Linked DNA regions of Gasterosteus aculeatus: region 1 is linked to region 2. Evidence: chromatin contacts called from public Hi-C data. All regions are on one chromosome and are shown on one strand. Each heading gives the region's core, a stretch centred on a gene start, on an enhancer-like site or on the middle of the called end of the contact. The rest is flanking DNA. Distances are from core to core; before and after follow the strand shown.

Region 1 (6,804 bases), core at 1,311-3,810, 75 kb before region 2:
CTCGATTGAGCTGCAGCCTGAAAGGAGCTTCCGGAACACAGAGGCTTTTCTTTTTTTCCCTTTTGTGATTTTTTTTTTTCCGTTTATAAAAAAAGAAGAGGCCGCATTGTTTCTTTTTTGCGTAATTTGTTTTATTTGTCGTAAATGTTTTGCCCGTTTGCCCATGGCGAGTTTCGCTGGGTCATTTCGCAGCGCCTTCCCCTTTAGGCCCATTATGCCTCCTTTCTAGACATAACAGTCAAACTGCCACAACGGCCTCAAACACCAGTTCACAACTGCCCGCCTTTCTCACTCGGCGGCTCGACTTTCCATCTCTGTGCTCCTCTATGCCGTCCTCCTCCATCTCTTCTTTCCATTCTGTCACCCCCCCCCCCACGAGGAAATGAGAGTGACACACACAGACAGACAGACACACACAGAGCCTGATTCATTTCTTTCAAAAGTTCAAAAGAAATCTACAGATGAGACTGATAGAAAATGAAAACGAGAGGTTTGATTTAAGCATTTTGTGTTCGTTACGCCCCAATGCTGATCCTGACTTTGTCCTACAGGGGGCAGCGTCCGTGTTACCCGCGCTGCACTTGTGTGACCTCTTCCCTGATTCATAGGCCCATTCCCTGGCACGGCCTCGCACCCACAGTGTACCGTCGCCTTGAGTGATCGGCAATCTTTCCCCAACCAAAAAACAACCTGATGCCGCCAGAGTTCAGCAAATAATGCACACGCACACACAAGTACACACACACACAAGTACACACACACACAAGCACGCACACACACAAGCACGCACGCTCGCGCCGTGGATTTCCACAGTAAACATCAGAGATATGTGACCACCCTCTGAGAGAGAGTGTTTTTATAACACGCCTTATCTCAGCCCACCCAACTTCAGAGGGACAAGGACAGGGGGGGGGGGCTAGGAGGGGGGCTGGTGGGGGGCTGAGCCGGGAATTCCCTGTGCGTCTCCAGGCTAACACGCACACACGTGGCATTGAAGATGGGGAGGGTTTGGCCCCCGCGCAGACATAAAGGCTGCCCTTGACTTGAGAAGCGACTTATGACGGACACACGCGCATATGTGGAGACGCCCTGAAGGGGTGAAGGCCTATCGGTGTCCATGAGCTCTGTTCCACCTCCGGAGTGAGAGCAAATTGAGCAGCCGCCCCGTGGAAGTCTTTCTCATGCGTGAAACATGGGAGGCGTTCCTCCAAACACGGACAACGAACACGTGACGGGTCGGATCTGGTGCAGTGGAACCACTTCTCTATAAATCACTTTAGGTTAGTTGTGTTCGACTCGATGAGCCAGCGACTCTTGTGATGATGCAACTGTCCCGAAGGTCCTCCGGGGGGGGGGGGTGCCACAAACGCCCCTCATCCGGCAGCTGTCCCATTCATCTCGTAGTGATGACTGGCCGTGTTTAGAGATTCATCTCCAGCACAGATAATGTGCCCCCCTCCCCTTTCTGGTTTCCCTATTGGCCTGCTTGTCGCATGCTTTCAAGCAGCTGTTAGGGGGGGCACCGTGATACCCCTTCAGCCTCACACTTCCTTTTCCGCTTGCCGCTGCAGGACTCTTAGTATTCAAGCCGCATGGCAAACAAAACAATGTTATTGGACGATTCTCCAAAAGGGCAGATGAGCTCCGGCTTCCATGTCGTTGAGTCGCCACCACACGCGCTACAAACTAATTGTCAATTGAACTTAAAAACCATCTATCAAAGGGTACAAATTGTAAGACCCAGGCCAAACAACCCGTTCCTACCATTGTGCCGGATGGAAGCGAGGTCATGTATCAATCTTATATCAGCTGACAAGTAGGGCCATTTTTCTCAAAGACTTATTTTTGCAACCTCGGCCTCCCTCTTCAGGCCCGGAGGTTGGCGGCCGGTCAGGTTCCGTCGCAGTGGGACTATTACGGGGGGAAGTTTTAATTGCTTCCTGGTGACGGCGTGCGTGCGTGCGTGCGTGCGTGCCCGCCTCCTCGCGGCAACCGCGTCCACTGAGGAGTGAGGTAAGTGGTGAACCTCGGATACCGAACAGCGAGCGATCGCTGGACAGCCCCCGCCGCCATGAGGTCAGACCAACGTTGTGTTGCCTCGATTGCATGGTCTGAAGACCCCCCCCCCCCCTCTCCCCCCTCCAGCGAGGCATATTGACGCGGCGTGAGGAGGTTAAGCCGGCGGTTTAGTGTCCGCGGGGCCGTGACATTCTGACTGGCCAGCCTGTAATTGACTCGTCGGTGTGTATCGGTTCAACCGCGCCTCACTTGCTCCGCCTGCGTCTGGGGGATTTTGGGGGGGGGGAGGCCGTGATTGACAAGCTACAACTAATGCGCCCGCAATTTGGATCACGCCGGGCGTTTCTTCTGCTCTGGCTATTTTTCGCCCACGTTTGATTTACATGCTTTTGGTATTTCTCACACTTGTTTGGTTTCCATCTGCCTATCGGCGGCGGCGATCTCAGGTTCCATCTTCCTGGGGTCGCACCCGGGCCTTCCTCCCCTCGGATCCGCGGTGTCAGCTCACGTTAGCCGAGCGGCGCTAAAGTCCCAGCGCTCAGGGGAGCGAGAGCGTCGGGGGAGGGGGGGGTGTCGGTTACTGTGGAAAGTTGGCCGCTCATGCTGCGGGCGTGCCGTCCGGCCTCTGGCTTGGTTTCAGCTGTCTACTCCTGTACGTGCACACACACACACACACACACACACACACACACACACATACACGGACTATATGTCCGGCCTCCCCAGTGACTGGACCCCAGTACAGAAGCATAATCTATTTAAGGCCACTAACTCTGCGGATTAGATCAAGATTCGGCCCCATATTGGCGAGTCTGGCACAGGACTTTGCTCTAATTTATTCCTGACATGTCGCTCACACACACACACACACACACACACACACACACAGAGTCCCTGCTGAATAATGTGATCTCACTCACACCCAGATGTGGTCACGCGTACAGTACAAATGGAGCACTTTAATTTAATTACATTTTTTAAAGGTTTTCCCTTTCACAGCGACATTTACATCATTTGGAAAAATCTACCCCGTCTCATATTAGATGACTGCTGGCAGCAAAGTAAAGCAGATTACAGGTTATTATTAGCACCATGAGACATATTAACACCTTTCCCTTTCGAGAAGGAATGGTACGGAGAATGGCTGTGTCTGAACACCGTTCAAGGTCGTAAAGCTGGCTAAATAAGAACACACATTTATCTCCGTTTCGGCCTCTTGTTGCTTTTCTTTTCCTGGATGTAGATCTGAAAACACCACAGTGGCCATGATGAAAACGGAGTTTCGGGAAAATGATGGCGTCAGCTTGCTCGGTCGCACGGCCGCAGTGGGAAATATTAAAACCAGCTCGAGGTGAGTGTTGGTGCGCTCACACACACACACACACAGCGAGCACACACTTTTTCAACATTAAGACCGACTGTCCTCACATTCTGTGATGCTTCCCGATTTCTGTCACAAAATAATCCAAACCCACTTCAGCTTCCCACGCGCCAAGATCCCCGTCTTCCCACAGAGGGGAAGTCCGGCGTTTTGCTATTCTGCTTCCAGTTTTTATTTGCTTCCAGCGTGGAAAAAGCTCTGCGGAGTACTTAGAGTTGCAAATGTTAGAATAATGAGGCGAGCCTGTAAATAATGAAACAAAGGGTGTAGAGCATCAATTAAGAGCCATTTACTGCCTCGCATCCATCTTGTCTCCACCCGCGCGTGATTTCAGATGTGTTTTTGTGCGTGTTTTTGTGCGCCGTACGCTCCGTGCTGAAAACACATTAATCAACTTGTGAAACATCACGGCCTCCTCTGATACAAAAATGAGCCGTCCGGAACCACATTGATGACATTGTCTCCGTAATTGCTCTTTGACAGCTACGCGAAAACGCACACACACACACACGAATACACAGTTTAATTGCCTCCAAAATGTTTATGTCAAGATGGCGTTGCTAAGATAATGGCTGGGGACTGCCTGGCCCACACTAATGGCATCTCCGTATTTAGCGCTTCACATCAGCAGAGAAATCGGCAGAGCCCATCAGATATTTAGTGGCATGCGAAGGCTTCTATTGTCGGGGTAATATTGTGCTGCTGGATGCCGGCCAATTCATTAAAAACCTTATCGCACCAGAAGGAGATCTGGAGCACGGCGAGGCGTAGCAGGGAGATTTTAATAAACGTACCGAGGGCGAGATTCCCAAAACCCTGCTCCTCTGTTTGCGTGCAGGAATTTGACTCTTCGTGTCGCTCAAAAAAACGTTTTCCTGCGCAGCCGTCGGGCCCTCGTGCCGTCACACAGCGTCCCTCCAAGAATCTGTGTTTGAGATTTGTGAGTGTGAGCTGGTGTTGGATGGATACACCGCTGCAGCGAGGTGGGAAGTTCACCCAGGCGGTAGTTTCTTTTCACACACCTATGTTTCACCCACGCGGGTGTTTTTTGCCTCATTTTGTCTGATTTTAGTCCTCGTTATCACCAACCATGCTGGATTACAGCTGAAGACTTCCACCGTGATTTGTCTTTTTGGATCATGACATGTCGCAGGTGTCACTCTGAGCGGGGGTCTTTGGTATTTGGCAGATCATCTACTCTGAGAGCCAATCGCTGATGGCTCGGTTTGTTTGCAACAGGTCTGATTTAGGATTTGACTCCCAGTGTGTGTGTTTGTGGGGGGTTTCACGTGCTACTCGCACACTAACCAGACGTCTGAGTATTTTCTAATTCTTTTGCACATCACGAGGTGTCACATTAGAAAAATTGGACTGAATGATGAAAATGTTCTCCTAACATCATGAATATGGCATCGTGCAAAGCACCGCAGCATCCCTGCCTTGATCCACTTTACTCTGTGTAGTTTTCTTTTATCTGACTCCTATTAGTCAAATGTGATTATGCATCAACCCAACAATCAAGATTATTTTACATGCTGAAGTTTATGGAAATGCACTTCCATTTGGCTTTTATTTGGAAAGTTCTGAAAGTCCCGTTAAAAAACTTTTACAAATAATGGAAATGCCGCTGTGCTCTTTCACACACTTGCCAACTCTCTCTATCCCTCTCTCTCTCTTTCTCTCTCTCTTTCCCCCAGACTCTCCATCACACACACACACACTCACACGAGCGGCCGCAGTAGTGATGACCTTGCTATCGTTTACAACAGCTGCCGGTCCATTGTGCACTGCTCATCAGCTCAGTAACCGCCCGCTGCATTGCACACAAACACACACAAACACACACGCAGGCAATCGCAAATGGCGTCCCAGTTTCCAACCCCCCCCCCCCGACCTCTGACTAATTATTATGGCTCCAAAGCTGTGGTGAAAAGTCTCGTGACAAACCTCCGAGTAGATTGACGTTCACCAAGTCGTGGACTAAGCCGGGGGTTTGGGCATCACAGTCGCAGAGAGCAGGAAGGACGGCTGTGATGTGGGATGGGAGGCTGTTCGCTGCCATGCGTTCATCTCCTCCCTATCTGGGTTGCAGAATAACAAGTGAATGATTTATGAACTGCAAGCCACCACGGCGCAGGTTTCGAAGTGGAAGCGATGCAACGACGACGGGCTCGGGCAGATTGTTGTGTTTAACTCAGCGGGAATGCCGAGTGTAAACTGAAACTGGCTCGCTGTAATGACAGGTCTGCTGTTATTGTTGCTTTATTCCTTCATAGCTGGGATATTTATAGTTGTGTAATCACAATCAGCCACAACAATTACGCTCGGGTTCGGCAGCTCACTTAGTATGAGAGCAGACGCTAATATTTGAGATGTTCGGTCATAACAGAATAAAGCCCAATGGGTTATTGTGGTTTAATTCACCTCTCTAGCTTATTGAGCAATCATTGTCTCCAAACGTATGACCTCCATTAAATACATGTTATACTAAGTCAATCAAAATCTTCTTCAATATATATATATTAAGTATCTTAATTAGGTTTGCCTCATAAAAAGGCCTTTGAATGAACTCTTATAAATAAACTTCGCCTTGCCTATAAATACGTGTTCATTATGCACCTGTCTGTCACAGATTAGTGGCTCAGCCTATAGCCTTGTTAATAGTGTCTGGTCGCTATTTCCATCGGAACACTTGTGGCACACAACCAGAAATGCATTAACGGGGCCAAAATACTGGAAAAGTTAACCACATAAACTCAAAGTTAGAAAATCTAATGAAACAGTGCCGCCCACGCATCCGCGAGTACCCCAAAGAATTGAGTGTCAAAGGTGAATCCCAAGAGAGACACATGTACCGTCCGAGGCGGCGTCTGGCCGGTCGGCTGGACGCGTCCGTCATTCTGCTCCTGCGTGGGCGTCAGCGGCACGGCAGCCGGCCTGCTTCTCCCCAGCATCTCCAAGTTCTGAAGTTATCTCCTGCTGGAAAAATTGAAAACATATTGGACCCGGAGCAGGGCGCGGAAAACGCAGCAGCACCGTGGCCATTATCAATAATGAGCCCGAGACGCAAGGACGGTTCCATAAACAGGTTTGTGACCCCCCGAAAACAATTAGAGGCTGTTGTCCTGACCTTTTCGGCGATAACCACCCTCGAACCTGGGATTGAAAATAATGAGTCTGGCTGCAGTCATTACCTGAAGGACAGGAGTGTGGGCTGTGTGTGTGTGTGCGTGTGCGCATTGCTGTCAGAGAGCAATTGGATTACAAATGCCCTCGATATGGTTCAATTTTTTTGTTAAAGTTAAACTCGCAGCCCACGCGGCGTTGTTAGCTCAATGTTCTACGTTTAAGGCTCTAGGTCTTCTTTGTGTGTTTGTATCATTTCCTTCACAGTCAAACGCCCT
Region 2 (6,925 bases), core at 3,150-5,649:
TTCTCCGGAGTTCGTTTTCTCGGGAGTGTCTCCCGTGCCCAACTCATCGGCAGCGTGTGGGTAACTTCGGGGAAGTGTGAGTCCATCCGGAGAAGAAAATCTGAATCTTTTTACGTTGATCTCAAGAGTGTCTCCCATGTCCATCACGCCAGGTGGAGGGCTGGGAGGCAGTGGGACCTCCTCAGTGAGGGTATGTGAAGAGTAGAAGCACTTCATTGGTGGCTTCGCTGTAGTACCTGCCTCTTGAAACCTGCATCTGAAAATAGTGTGTCAGTGTCAGTTATGATGTGATAAGTTAAGATGGTTGCTGTTATTTTTTATGTGTATGTGCACACATGTGATAACATGCACACCTGAGCTTAATGTCAAAATGTTTCATGCTGCAACGTATTAAAAGATTTTACCGGCTGCACTTCCTCCACATCTAGTCTTTTTTGATGTTATTGGAAGTCTAATACGAAGCTTACCTTCTTTCATCACAGGGAGCAGCACTGCCGTGCATTTTACTGGGACTTGATCCATATGCAATTTGTACTGGTAGGGGCTCTGCATGTTGGAGCTCTGCAGAAATGCGATGGCCCTTTGCCTGAGAAAGGGGGACATTTTTGTCTTGTTTAATTTTGTTATTAAAAACATTATCTATCACATCTTTTTGTGGTTTAAAAAAACATACCCAATGAAAAAAGAAGAACTTACCTTTTTGAGGCGTTGATCAGACCGAAGTTCCATGGTGGAATATAGGTAGGTAGGTCTGAAAACCCTTAAACAACAGTTGCATCAAATGCCACAAGCGGCTTCTATTTTGTTGCTTTAATAACTCAAATGGATAACAATTAAGATCTTTTGGAAATCTCTTGTGGGGCTTTGAGAAGACCGGCTCGGATTCTGTGATGCAACTTCCTTCTTGTTCCAGATTGCAGCAAGTTCCAGAACACTGTGATGTGTGCTTTACAACATACATGGTATTTGGTGATATTCCGCATAGATGAAATACATACAATTTCTAAAAGTTTTAAATAATAGATTTATTTTGGGGAAACACACTGCAATGTTTTGGAACCGTATGAAGATGTCCAGAAGGAGCCATGGTCACGGCCGTGCTAAAGCCACTGCAGCTCACTCGAGGGGTCTGTAATTTGGCAGAAGTTGTATTAAAGTACCTGAAGGTCATGCGCATCCACCTCACGACGCTTGCAGCAGGATGGACTCATCAAAGACTCCATCACTGGTGGTGCCGTCAACCCCCGCGTCTACAAATCTGTGACGGGAAAGAAGGCGAGGGCAACAGGAGACTGTTCATGCCTCAAATGGCTCCGTTTCTCCTTTAGCTTATAGTTTGCGGCTTCAAGGATAGATGGTGTTTATTTTCTTGGCTTTTGATGAGATAATCCTGCCTTCTTGTGCATTATTTTGAACTGCCTTGAAGATGTGTGGCATTCTGTTCCTAAGAGAGTTTAATAAATTGGAAAAAATAAATTATTCAAAGGGATTAAATAGAGAATTTGCATCAAATCCATGAGTTTTCAGAAACCTCTCTAGACATCGCCTCCATTCATCTTTACGCCTCCTTTAGTGCACTTTAAATCTGTGTATCTTCTAGTCCATAAAGCGTGCACTTCATTCAACATTGAATTATGGTCAGCGATGCAGCACAAGCACTCGCCCAAAAGGGGATCGCCAAGCTCATCTTCCATTGTACTGATATGTCTTATGCAGCCCACAAGGCGCACAACCCTTTCGTTCCATCAACATTCTGCAATCTGCATTTCCCTTTTTCTCAGGGAGCTACAAGTGTTAATGAGATGTGAGTCAGCGAAATAGTTGTAAGGTGATTGTACAGGGGGGGGGCACTCGGGATGCAAGAGGTTTGGCAAGTCCACAAGGGAAGGAGACGTAGAGTGTGCGGCTCCAGACATTTATATGTCAACTGGTCTGTGTGTGGGTGTGTGTGTGTGTGTGCCGTATTGGACGAAGCTGCTGCTAGTTTTTCCAGTCCGTTGTGCCTGAAATGTGTAGATAGGTTACTTTTGGGACCTTGCGTCTCCTCTAACAATACCTCTATGCCTCTGTATCTGGGACAGATTCGCCCACACGCTGAGACACCAGGGCGTCAGTCTAATTCCTCCAGCCTGTGTTATCTTGCACAGACACACACACTCCATCTTCTGTCTGTCTTCCTCAACCACTTCTCGCTCACCTTCTGGCTCTCCCCTCACTGGCTGGGGGGGGGGGGGGGCTATCCCTGCAGAAGAAGGTGGCTTAGCTGTGGGGCACCGAGGCCCGACAGTCCAGGCTCAAGCTCAGAGACACGACGTCCAGCTCTTTCAAACCTGCTCACGGGGTCGAGTCCATCGACCCCGTGAGCCATCGCTCGTTTCAAGGCTCTGAATTTACTCTCATAAAGTATAAGGAAACAATAAAAGAGCATTTTTTTTATTCACCCCTAGCAGAAAATCTGTCAGACGAAAGCGCCTCCACTCAAAAGCGGGAGGTGGTCCTTCCACTCGAGTACCACTATGATGAAACCGGCTGAAAACGTACTAAATGGAGAACTCAACTCGACACAGAGAGTGACACACAGCTTATACTTTCACGTTTATAAACAGCAAAAGAGCTGTATCTTTATTTATTCGCAAAGGTCATCCGCCATTGGGCTACTGGTAAGAACGGTGTCACACAAAGCCCAATCCTTCTGTGAATACCGCATTCAACAGAACCCCAAGCTTCATTGATCGCCTTCAGTACTAATGAGATTGGACGTAGCATTCCTAGCAGTACCGGCATTCTCTTCTCTCTAAATTAAGGGATTAGATTGGCGCACACATCCATTTTATCCCCGCCTTTTACTATCCCCGCGTGTCAGACAGCTTCAGGCGGACAAAGAAGCATAAATGAGAATGAGGGAAAAAGGTGAGATTGAGCGAAATAAAAGAAACACCTTAACGGACTTACGGGGGCTCCAGCTGAGCCTGTGTGCTGAGGTTGGAGACAGCCACAAAAGGGGAGAGAGATGAGGGGTTTGTGATGGGCAGGCCGTCACATCCACTCGGAGACAAAGGAGCGGGGTTTGAAGCAGCCGATGGACAGAAGGTCCATTTCCACTCGCACAAAAGAGCCGGGGAGATGAAGCAGATTAGCAGCTCTTTATGCCCATTGTGAAGGCTCTAAATGATAAGATTTACCCCTTTTCCCATCTCAGCTTGTGGCCTGTGTGTGTGTGTGCGTGTGTGTGCGTAAGCTTCTTCCTCTTTCACATTAGGATACGCTTCCCATTTTTTATTCCTTCACATGCAGGTACACACAAATACACACACTTTAGTCTGCCGAGTCTTTCATTCATCCCCTCAGGAAGGGCAGACGCGACAGATGGCTTTTGAGTCACTTCCAGTCTTTGTACTCAACCCTGAATTTACACTTTGATGGGAAAAGCTCTAAGCTTAAACCCTCTCATCACTGAAAGACTTCCTATGTTCCTTTGACTTTAAATTGGCTCCTTTCGGAGGAAGAGGCGTTGTTTCTGTAATCGCTTGTTCACTTCATATGGCTGTGAATAACAGCGTTAGCATTGATAGAATGCTATTCATTATTACCATTTCCCATCTCCAGGACTTGTTTTTTCCCACCACCTGTGTCTCTCGTGGGAAGTTTTAATGCCTATTGTATAATACGGCGGTTTTGTCTGATTATACCTTAGTATTTACTGCCATCTCTTGATCATTTTGTGGCACTGCAAGGTGTCCTTTCATTCCAGGTATATTTATTCCAATCACAAGCCAATAAGATAGATAAAATCTTTTATCTTTTATCTTTTATTTTTCATTTTGGGTATGAAATTAGAGTTTTGCATTCCTCCGCTTGGTTTATGGAGAAAATGTAATCTCAACTGAAAATAAAGGACAAAAATCGGCTTGTAAAGTTATATTAGATCAAGGAATAGCATTGCTCTTTTCATTGAACTGTTGAAGTTTATCTCATTTACAATGGGGAAATATAACTAAATATATTTGCTTGAGGTACTACTTCAAATTTTCCTGTCACTTTATATTCATTTCACAGGGACATACAATACTCCACATTTATTTGAAACAAGCTACATTCAGTTTAAAAGTTTAATCCAAAACATACTAGGTAAAACATAAATCATGCGATTAAACAATCCAACAACACATGAAGTAGTTAAAAAGGAGAGTAAAACTACTCACAATATGTGAACTATATGTAGGCCTATATATGAAAAATAGAATCCATAATGAGTATTTTTAATTACAACCTTGTTCTTACAGTAGCTGGCAATAACCGACTTTTGTACATTTACTTGAAATTGTAAATGCACAACTTCTTTTCCAAAAACACCTTCCGCATAATTTTATTTTGTCCTCTACTTTTTTTTTTTTACTACGTTTTAAGCCTCCGTGGGGCGCCGCGTGCCCTCACAGACCAAAGCAATCGAACGCTGTTGCGTAAAGCGTCAATCGCCGAGTCACGGATTGGAGCCACTTGAACCAACATGCACGTAACGAGGACAACTTGGTGGTAGCGATGACAGACGCGCGGCTGTGCATCGCCTGAGCGCTGCTCCGCCACGTTTTAAACTGCCGTTTGTTTTCAAGTCGCGTAAAGCCGACCGAGCTAGCTCACCGCTAATCTGTGTGACTTGCTAGCTTCTCTGGAGTAACCTCTGTTTATGACGAGTGCGTCGTCCAGAAGACCGAAGTTGACGTAAACCTTTTCCGCCCGCCAAATACGGTGAGTTTACCGTTAATGTTGTTCTACGTGTATGGTGTTACATTCGTCTTTGTTATCTCCATATGAACGCTACTGGAGAATACTAAACGCCAACACAAAAGCGTTTCACTCCGTTTGTGGGGATACGGTCCATATCTAAGCAGTAGAGTTAACCATGACTCAGCAAAAAAAATGTCGCTGAGGTCCACTACACCTATTATGGCAGAGTTGTGTTGCACCCATGCAAGTGTGTAAAGCGAGTCCAGGCACTTCTTCAGCAGGACGATGTGTCCCACGTTTATTGACCCACTTGTGCTTTTATTTCCGGTTGTGATGCTTCTCTGCTGACACACTCTCTGCCCCCCCTCCAGTTTCAGCCATGGTGTTCATTCAGGGTTACTGCGAAACCAATTCCTCCATCTCTCGCACCTGGGTGGACGAGGGCATCTCCCCATGCTTCTACTTCACCCTGGTCCCCTCCATCCTGCTCACCATGGCCTTCTTCCTGGGCACCGTCCACTGCGTCTTCTACCAGAAATATGGCACGGCGATGGAGCCAAAGTTCATCCCGCGCTCCTGCCTCTACGGCTTCCAGCTGGCCCTCTCCGTCCTCCTGATCTTCCAGTTTGCGGGCGGGGCGGTGTGGCGGGCCGCCAGCGGGGGAGAGCTCCCGGGATACGCGGTGCTGTACGGCTGCTTCTCCGCGCTGGCCTGGGGCTGGTCCGTAGCCCTGCTGAGGGTGGAGAGACGGAGGGCCCTGCTGATGTCCCGGACGAGGGGCCACAGCGCGGCCCTGCTGCTGTTCTGGGCCGTGGCGTTCTCGGCGGAGAACTTGGCCTTCGTCTCTTGGTTCAGTCCGCACTGGTGGTGGGGCCTGGAGAACGCTGAGCAACAGGTGAGGAGGGGGCGGGTCAAATGTCACATTAGAGGTGAAAAGGACTTTGCCAAGTGATATGCAGTTTTCAGTTATATAAATATGGTACCCTGCATATGTCGTTCAGATGCCGCTGTGCTTCGTACCGGCATACAGGGCCTGCATGTCATTTATCCCCATTCCGATCTATTCATCTCATTTCAATCTCGCTCTCTGGCATCTCTTTTTGTTGTTTTAAGGATGTGCTATGTGTGCTTTCACCGGCTAGTGGGTCAAAGGTTCTTTAATGTTAAAGAAGACGTAGGTGTGTTTTTATGACACACGCCTATGTCTCTGCACCCGGCACTAAGCCGTCCAGTCTTTCTTATGTTAAGTGTCCATTGCACGCTAACAAAGGGAGGCAGGCATGTAAGCAATCTGAAACCGCAACCGTGTGGCCAAGAGGAGAGCCTGTTTTTTTGCTGAGTCACTACTCATTCTGACTATCAGATTCCAGGCCCACTGCTAACCAATCAAATCATCAGACCCGCCTCTAGCCCCTCCCACACCGAGTCAGTACCATAACTAGTTGTGTAATTGTAAGCATGACTTTTGTAGGGGTTTTTTGCTATGTTGTTTTGTGGGGTTTTTTCCAAATCTACACCTCAAACGGTTTATTCTCTGCTCAGTTTCAAACTTGAAACAACAAACACAAGTCAAGAACAAATATTTTATCATTTAAATAATAACTTATTATACATGGATGTAAATTGCTCAAATACTTCATTGTGTTGTAAATGACACCCCTCATTTAGTAATTTTGTCATACAAAACTGTATGATGAACACCGAACAATGCGGATTCACTGGTATCCATATTGATCTTTTTTGAATTTCCAATGATCCCCTCAGGTTCAGTTCTTCCTGTGGCTGATGCGCTACACAGGCACCGGGCTGCTCTTCTTCATCGGTCTCAAAGCTCCGGGGTTGCCACGGAAACCGTACATGCTCCTGATTAACGAAGACGAGCGGGACGTAGAGGGCAGCGGACGGGTGAGCGGCGCGCACGTTTTCCCTGGGATGCTCCTATTGGGCCACAATGCAGGGTTTTTTATGTTCATTATTCAACACATTTCTCTTTGTCTCAGGGCCTTTTGGGTGGACCAGAAGAGAACCAATCCACCTGGCTGGGTTTCAGGAAGAAGGTCCGCGTGCTTCTTCCCTACATGTGGCCCCGGGGGAACACCTTCCTCCAGCTTCTGGTCGTCTTCTGTTTGACGCTGCTGGGAATCGAGAGGGTCGTCAACGTCTTTGTGCCCATCTACTACAAGAATATCGGTGAGGGGCC

The links. A called contact is a pair of places that touch in the nucleus more often than the background predicts.
Region 1: a contact with region 2 is called in a Hi-C map of whole body, with 6 times the contacts expected there. The contact joins the enhancer-like site here to the promoter of abcb6a in region 2. A contact is called at or near these places in 3 of 6 Hi-C or Micro-C datasets (liver, skeletal muscle and whole body).

The regions. Positions count from the first base shown.
Region 1 is chr1:23,985,482-23,992,285 of fGasAcu3.hap1.1, reverse strand. No RefSeq gene overlaps it. Among protein-coding and RNA genes, the nearest start is that of nrp2a, 15 kb to the right of the region's middle. Within about 2 kb of position 2,560, at least 1 of the 9 cell types and tissues checked has open chromatin away from gene starts, as enhancers often do.
Region 2 is chr1:23,911,710-23,918,634 of fGasAcu3.hap1.1, reverse strand. It overlaps abcb6a (ATP binding cassette subfamily B member 6 (LAN blood group) a), which reads left to right and starts at 4,399. Exons shown (of 20, transcript XM_040187488.2): 1 at 4,399-4,746; 2 at 5,097-5,620; 3 at 6,490-6,630; 4 at 6,726-6,915. The coding sequence starts at 5,105.